2 separate regions of the Mus musculus genome follow, and region 1 is linked to region 2. A link is a contact called in public promoter capture Hi-C data. All regions are on one chromosome and are shown on one strand. Each heading gives the region's core, a stretch centred on a gene start, on an enhancer-like site or on the middle of the called end of the contact. The rest is flanking DNA. Distances are from core to core; before and after follow the strand shown. Region 1 holds the start of Oas2 (2'-5' oligoadenylate synthetase 2). Region 2 holds the start of Sds (serine dehydratase).

Region 1 (4,236 bases), core at 1,576-4,075, 270 kb before region 2:
ACAGACATTTGTTCATGTCTCCCCAGGAAACGTCATGCTACACCATGATGGCTGTCATCCCCGAATGCAATGCAAAACAGGGGGTCCCCTGGAGGACAAGAAGGGTTTGCAAACCCTTGATTCATAAGTCTGTTTTCCAACAAGAATCTTCCCTTTTTGCCACACTATGGGTAGACTTTGGATAGTGTTTGTCGCTCATTCCCTGATCCCCACCAGGACCAGAGTGATGCCAAGATATCTCCAGGACAAATGTCTACTTGCCTGTCTTACATGGGAGAAAGCCTACAATCCCCTAGTGTCTAAGTGGCAGCCAGGAGCCAGAGGGTAGAGGACAGGGAGACATATCCTATGAATGTCCCAATCTGGAGACATGGAAAGCAAGTGGCAGATGCTGGTGACAGTGTAGCCACAGCAGGATCCTCCAGAGGAACCACCGGAGGGATGGATGTGGTCATGATCCATCCCCAGGAGAGGAACAGGAATCAGAAAAAGGAGTCTGTGCAAACCCATCTCAGACAGCTGGGCTCTGCCTGGACCACTGCTGGGGACAGACCAACAGGGATGTAGGATGGTGGGGAGAGCAGAGCCTTCCTAGTGTCTTCATTCTTGCAATCCATTCCTGCCTTCTCAGCTTAGCCTGAGAGGACAAGGGTTCCCCAGGTCCCCTCTCTGCCACCACCTGTGCCTCCTGCTCTTGGCTACTACACCAAGACTCCACTAGGGTTGTTCCCAACCTCACCTTGCCTAATCAACTCAGTGAGGATGCGAACCAGACCCCATATTATGTCTCCTGATAGCTGCTATTCTCAGAGTTCTAGACCAGTGGTCCTCAACCTTCCTAACGCTGCCAACCTTTAGTACAGTTCCACGTACTCCCACGTAGGTGTATCTACAGGTACCTGCCTGGAGACAGAAGAGAGGTATCTCAGTTATGGTCTTAACAGATGGAAAAATGTGTTTTCAGATCATCTTAGGCGACCCCTGTAAAGGGGTTGTTTGATCCTGGAGGGGCGGAGACCCACAGATTGAAATTGCTGCTCTAGGCAGATGTGGAGGCCTGTTTTTCTATGGAGCCTGGCAGCAGATGGGGCACAAGCCTAGCATCCCAGAATGAAAAGAAAATAGGAGGCAGGCTGTTGTTAAGAGCCACATTGTTATACATTGTTATTAAGTCGCCACACCTTACAAGAACTTTGTTTCCTAAAGCCAATGCATCCTGCAAACCACGTTTCCAACCTACACTGAACTTGTAACCCTGCAGGAATGCTACCCACCCCTTTGCCTTGCTAAACTCCTGAATACCCACAATGACTTCCACTGATGTCTTCCTGCCCTTACCTACCCCACAGGCAGCCTTGAGCCCTGACTCCGCCCCACACACATACTCTTCTGCCCCAGTGCTAACAGCCAACAGACTCAACAGACTGTTTCTATCAACTCTAACCCCTCCCCATAAAAGGGACCTCAAAAGCGAAGGAGGAACTGCTCTCTGAGGACCCCAAATTAGGGGGGAGGCAGTCATCTGGCCTGGTCCTTTGGGCACTGGCTTTATTCAGACAGTAATGGGAATGGTTTTTTTCCTTCAGAACTAATGGCAGCTCTTGTCCCCACCACACAGACTCTGGGCTCTCTTGTCAAAATGGCTCCAGAATTGGGGTGACTGTGAGCCACAGTGAAGAGTGAGGTGACCGCCATCAGGGCAGAGGAAAGAGAGGCCTTACTGACCTGACCCCCAGAGTCTCCAAGAGCGGCCCCCATAGTGGCTCTGGAATGATATGGCAGAGGCCCAGTGGGACACAGTGAGGGTTGGGTGAGGTGATACACATATTCGACTCCTCAGGAAGCTGAGGCAGGGTCCCTGAGAGCTGCTAGTGTCCCCTAAGCCATTTTCCTTCTATGGCCTCACTCAGAGGAACTACAAGAAGTCTGCTGCTTTCAGGGATCCTTTGTCAGAGCCCATATTTTTTTTGTGACTTCAGTCACTCCACTGGACTCCAAGGTGATACAAAGTCACTGTGCCTTTCCTGGTGAGGGTCCCAGGAAGCCATCTGCCACGTAGGACAGCCACATACAATGTGCCATCTACCTTGGAAGAAGATGCTATACATAACAGTTTATGAGAGGTTGAGGCAGGGGATTACCAGCTCAAAGCCAGTTTGGGCTAGACAGCAGGCTCTGTCTCAATACTAACCCAAAATAATTGTGTTGAATTGGTGAGGTTTCTTTTTGTGTTTAATTTTTAAATATTTAAATATTTATTTTTTAACATGTGGGGGGGGGGAGGACTACTCTTGACTCTTCAGGGACCTATGTTCACCCAAAGTCAGGAAGCCTACATCTGTCTGTCAAGGCACCTGTCCTGCAGTGCATCTTTGAGCAAGTCAGCACCTTCTCTGAGCTCAGTCTGTCTGCCCTGTCTGTCACCGAATGCTTCAGCCACTGGAAACAAGGAGGAAGGACATTATGTTAACGGACAGACTCTACCCTCAATAAAATCAAATTAGCTTAGCATTTAGCCAGCCAGCTTTCTGCCAATTTTTTTTGAGACATGCTCCTCCTAGCTATAGGTAGAGGAAACAGAGGCACCAAGAAGACAGTCCTACACTGATGGACGCAAACACTGGCCTCTGTGCAGGTGTCCCCTGAGGCTCTAGAGGCTCTAAGTTTAAGCTGGGGTGTCCTTGGGAGTGGCCAGCTAGCTGGAAGCAAACACACACCAGCTGCTGGGAAGTAACTCCCACACTTGAGTTTCGATTTCCTAGGTTCCTAGGCTTGGCTGTGTTAGGGGTGGGGCTTTGGACTTGATTTCCTCTTTCTAGAAACCCGGGTGCAGGGCAGAAGGCCCAGGACTTGAGCTACAGTGCTCTGCCTCGACAATTGACAAGACCAGCTAGCAACGATGGGAAACTGGCTGACTGGAAACTGGTCATCTGACAGGTCATCTGGCTATTCATCTGGCTGGTCACCTGGTGGGTCTTCAGGGGTGCCCTCCGGGCCAGTGCACAAGTTAGAAAAGTCTATCCAGGCAAACCTCACACCCAACGAAAACTGTCTGAAGCAGATTGCGGTGTCCTCGGTGCCATCGCAGAAGCTAGAAGGGTATATCCAGGAAAACCTCAAACCTAACAGAGAATCTCTGAAGCAGATAGACCAGGCCGTGGATGCCATCTGGGACCTGCTGCGCAGTCAGATCCCTGTGAAGGAAGTGGCTAAGGTGAGGCTCAGGGTGGGGGCCAGGGCTCTGCATCCCAGGAGAGTTCGCTGTTCCCAAAGGTGGTGGTGCTGAGCATTGTGCCACACAGGGCCCAGGGGATTGCACTTCGAAGGCTTTCCTCTGAGGACAGACAGTGAAGGGGCCCAAGCTGCTGCCAGGTCTTCTTCCACCTGGCTGCATGACTCCCGGAAGGGTCCTTTACCTCTCTGTGCCTCAGTGTCCAGATCTGCAGAATGAGGTCAGCCTAGACCCCACTTCAGAGTGTTGTGATGGTGAAGCACGCAGTGTTCTTAGCACAGGGACGGCTGTTATCAGTGCTCAGTAAATTACCAGGGATTGACTACATGCATTTGTGCTTTGCCATAGAGTGTCTTTGACTCCACATTTATGAGATTTTTGTTCGTGTATCTTTTTCATGCCTACATAGTACTCTACCATATCTATTTTTTTTCCATGCCTGTATAGTATTCTGCTGTGTTATTTGTTCGTCTTAGCGCAGTTTTGAGTTGACCCCAGTTTGGAGCTAGCATGCAAAACATGGACACAAACTGGTGCTGGCAACCTGATTTTAAAATGCCAGTGCCATTTGGGGGATTTCACTTGATTTAAGAAATGTCACTACCTGGAGCTTCAGAAAGTCTAGATCTCACAACTGCCCCTCCATTTCCCCACAGGGTGGCTCCTATGGCCGGGAAACAGCCCTAAGAGGCTGCTCCGATGGTACCCTTGTTCTCTTCATGGACTGCTTCCAACAGTTCCAGGATCAGATAAAATACCAAGATGCATACCTTGACGTCATTGAACTGTGGCTGAAAATCCATGAGAAGAAGTCAGTAAAGCATGAACATGCCCTTGTAGTACAAGTGTCTGTACCAGGGCAGAGAATACTCCTGCAATTACTTCCAGTCTTCAATCCTCTACGTGAGTGATCTGGGGACTGGGGGTGGGGGGGGTGTCCAAGCATTCTGGGAGTCCTGGGAGGCCACTGGGGTCCCGTGGGCTGAGGCTGTCTCCAAAATGGA
Region 2 (4,315 bases), core at 1,194-3,693:
GGACACCGAATCAAATCTCAGCTCTGACTACCTAGTGGCCAAATAGGAGGTCAAGCCCTCAACTTTGACCCCCAAAGTTAGAAGGTCACGAGGTCAAAAACATCCTTGGGCAAGTTCAGGGGAAGGGGCTTGTTTAAACTGTCTCAGAATGAGCCACAAGATGGGGACCAAGCAAGGTCAGAGTCAGCTGTGGTCTGTTCCTGCAAAGTCCCCAGGAACCAACCCCAGCTGACCTATTCCCGTGAGCTCAGAGCACGTCAGCAGACACAAAAGAAATGGGCCAAGTGGAGTACCTGTGAAGAGTGGTTCTCGGGTCCACAGCATCCCTCCATGCTCAGCAGTGTGCACGTGTGTGTGTGTGCGCATATGTGTGTGTATGTGTGCAGAGGCCAGAGGTCAACATAGGTCAGTATCTCCCTCAGTTGCCCTCCAGTTTATTTTTTGAGACAGGGTCTTGCATTGAGCTGGGAGCTCCCTGATTCAGTTCAACTGGCTGACCAGGGAACCTTAGAGACTCCCTGAGGTCCCTTGAGGTCCCCTGAGGTTCACTGAGCTCTCCCAAGGTACACTGAGATCTCTGGAGGTCCCCTAAATTTTTCTGGAGGCTCCCTGGAGGTCCCCTGAGGTCCCCAGAGGTTCCCTGAGGTCCTCCAGAGGTCCCCTGAGGTCCCCAGAGGTTCCCTGAGGTCCTCCAGAGGTTCCCTGAGGTCCTCCAGAGGTTCCCTGAGGTCCTCCTGTCTCTTGCTCCCTAGTGAATGGATGGCAGGCATTTATTGCTGAGCTCAGCATTTTTATGTGCTCCATTCTGGGAATATGAACATAGGTCCTCGCACTTTCATGGGAAGCCCTTCGCAGACGGAGCCACATCCCAAACCCACAAATGCTTTTAAAAAGGAAAAAACTCAGTGCGTTCTTACCATGTGACCTAGGCTAGTTTTGAACGTTGGGTCCTTCTATCTCAGTCTCCCAATTGCTGGGATCACAGGTGTTCCCTGCTATGTCTGGCGTTCAACAAATACATATTTCGGGGGAAAAAAACCCAAAAACCAAGAGCCTTTGGGGTTTGGGGCAGGCCTGTAATCCCATCACTTGGCAGGCGAAGGCAAGAGAATTAGTCATTCATAACCTTGGCTATGTAGGGAGTTTGAGGCTATCCCGGGCTACGTAGGACCCTGTTTCAAAAACAAAAAAAAACCCAAAAGACCTGGAAGTCCAGTATCGAGCTCTGAAAGGCCCTTGTTCTTTTAAAAAGATAGAGTTATAGATTTTTTTTTCTGGCATGGGGAAGAGGCAACAGAGAACCCTGGCCCACCCCATCACACAGCTGCCACACTGAGAGGGAACCTGGACACAGGAGAGACTGCATGACAAGTTCAAGTCTGGCTAATGACACCCCAAGGTCCCTTCGGTAGCCATGGCAGTGAGGAAGCCTTTGGGCTAACACTGGCTCAGCTACTGTCACCTCGGGGCCCTGTGAGAAGCCCTGAGAGAGATTCAGAGCCAAGTGGGATCAAATCCAGGCAGATGGTGTCTCTTCCGAGCATCCACATGTATTCAAGGGCATGTGTGTGAGTGTAGGAGAGACTCAAACTCCTTGTGATCCTCCTGCCTTAGGGGAGAGAGAGAGAGAGAGAGAGAGAGAGAGAGAGAGAGAGAGAGAGAGAGAGAGAGAGAGAGAGAGACTCAAACTCCTTGTGTTCCCCCTGCCTCAGTCTCTCAAGTGCTCTCAGTCTCTCAAGTGCTGAGATAACAGGCCAGCCCACCAGACTCCTCTTTCTAGAAGACCTCTTGAAAGACAGCTGCCGGGAAGAATGGCACACATCAAGAGTACCTCCAAATGTGTTTGCTTTGTCCTAGCTAGTCCCATCCTGGTATAGTGGGTCTTCTCTGGACCTAAAAGGCCCAGCTGTTGCAGCCTCTGGCTAGTGGATAGCTTCCACCACGCAAACCCCTTCCAGGTGGCTTTGGGGAGCCCCACCAGTCCCTGTCCCAGGCTGCAGCATTGGGAACCTTTGGGGAAATGGGCAGGGTACTCTGTTCTGATTCCCACCCCAGAGGCCGGTCCCATCTGGCACCATAAATAGTATGACCTGCAAGAGAGAAAAAAAGCACTGGGGGTCTTGGCAAAGGTGGCTAGTGCGACATCGGTTCCAGAACAGAAGTCCCTTCTTTGTCATTTGGCTCATGCGAGCATTCAGCAAAGATAGCCTGCCACATGCCACCCCAGCGACATCCTGATCTAGAAGGTCCTACCACTTCGTCCCATTTTACAGATCTGAACACGGAGACTTGAACTGGATGAGTCCCAGTTCCTCTCCACTTCCCGGGTACCCTGCTCTGGCTGTCCCTGACTGTTAACCTTGGGGAGAGGCTGAAGCTGGGGGCCACATACCCGGCACAGGAGGAGCTGGACAGAGCGAGCGAGAGGAGTAGATTGTGTCTGTGTCCTGGGAGAGTACAAAGTTGGCAGGACACTCCAGAGCTTTATTCTCAGGGCTGAGCCTCCGGGTAGCCAATGAGGCCCCAGGCAGGCCACCCCCCACCCCAAGCAAGCTCCGCCCCCTGGTCCAGGCCGGGGCTGGGCGGCCACGGAGGAGGGCATGCGGCACTGAAGAGCCCTTGCCTGGACCCGGGGGTCAGTCTCAGAATAACAAAAAAGCCTGCAGTTGCTGGACACGTAGTATATCGCTAAGAAACAGCCACAGGCTAGCCACATGGCAGCTCACACCTGTGATCCCCGCACAGTGGAAGCTGAAGCAGGACTACAAGTTTGAGCCTGAACTAAGGAGTGAGATCCTGTCTTAAAATAGAAAGAAAAGGGGTGGGGAGTATTGGGCTTAGGCTCAGCCACCTAAACCCAAATTAGTGTCAGACCATACAATGGGTCTGTACAGAGTGGAAATGAAGCACCGCTCTCAGAGATAGTGAGAGGCGGGACTTGCGGGGGGTGGGGTTGAGGCACAGCACTGTGATTGGCATCCCTTGCTTACCGCCACCCCCTGCCATCCTCTTCATATAAAAGGGCGTATGGGGCTGGTGAGATGGCTCAGTGGGTAAGAGCACCCGACTGCTCTTCCGAAGGTCCAGAGTTCAAATCCCAGCAACCACATGGTGGCTCACAACCATCCATAATGAGATCTGACTCCCTCTTCTGGAGTGTCTGAAGACAGCTACAGTGTACTTACATATAATAATAAATACATCTTTTAAAAAAAAAGGGCGTAGAAGGAGATCCGAGTTCAAGTCCTGGCTCTGGGAAAGAACCTTGGCCTCCACAGCCTCTGTTCCTGTGTAGACTGAGATGACACAGATACCTCTGCTCCAGGCTTTGAACGGGTGATCCTGGTGTTAGGTGAGAGACTTGAAATTGAACAGGCAGTCAGTGTTAGGAGCCTTCATCATTGATGTTTCTTATCAACACCACCGTCAACACTATCACCACTCTTATCAGCATCAGTACTAGCAACCATCATCATCATCACCACCACACCACCATCATCATCACCTCTGGCCTGCATGTACCTGGCTGTGTGCAGAGGCCTGTGTGCCCACAGGGGTACACACACACACACACACACACACACACACACACACACATGCACACACAGCCCATCTGCTTCTTTTTATAGTTTATTTATTGTATTTAATATATTTAAATACACTAAGTACTGTACATTAAATACAATAAACACTGTAGCTCTCTTCAGACACACCTGAAGAGGGCATTGGATCCCATTACTGATGGTTGTGAGCCATCATGTGGTTGCTGGGATTTGAACTCACGACCTCTGGAAGAGCAGTGAGTGCTCTTAACGGGAGAGCCATCTCTCCAGTCCCCTGACTGCTTCTTTTTCTGCTCTGTGGTGTCATTGTTCCTTCTGATCCACATCATGGATGACCACAGGTGTGGGTCAGGGACATGGGGTAGGTAAGCCAGGACGACACAAAGCCCATGTGTGGGCATAGCCACCTTGTGCTCTCTGTACCAGCATTTCATTGCCAGAGCACTGGGGTCCTGGTCCCATATCATGTGGTTCCTGCGTGTCAAGCCACACGATTGGGTGGGCTCCCTTGGTCCCTTGTAGATGAGAATAGGCTTGGAGGACAGCCTTTACTGAAAGTCTCCAGGGCCAGAGGGTAGCTGAGGATGCTGGGAATTGAACCCAGGGGACACTTGGGACTTGTAGTATTTAAAGAGTGCAGATCTGATGAGGAGGGTTAGGCTGGGGACAGGTGACAACGGGGCAGAACCAGTTTGGACACACCTGAAGGGTCTAGATTTCATTTTTTGGATTAACTTTGAGTCAGGGTCTCA

The links. Capture Hi-C pulls out chosen DNA fragments and counts their contacts.
Region 1: a contact with region 2 is called in a promoter capture Hi-C map of liver. The contact joins the promoter of Oas2 here to the promoter of Sds in region 2. A contact is called at or near these places in 1 of 15 datasets of contacts at CTCF or cohesin (large pre-B cells) and 3 of 9 other capture datasets (adipose tissue, embryonic stem cells and liver).

The regions. Positions count from the first base shown.
Region 1 is chr5:120,748,437-120,752,672 of GRCm38.p6, reverse strand. Oas2 (2'-5' oligoadenylate synthetase 2) reads left to right here and starts at 2,825. Exons shown (of 11, transcript NM_145227.3): 1 at 2,825-3,214; 2 at 3,889-4,135. The coding sequence starts at 2,900.
Region 2 is chr5:120,474,675-120,478,989 of GRCm38.p6, reverse strand. It overlaps Sds (serine dehydratase), which reads right to left and starts at 2,443. Exons shown (of 8, transcript NM_145565.1): 1 at 2,393-2,443.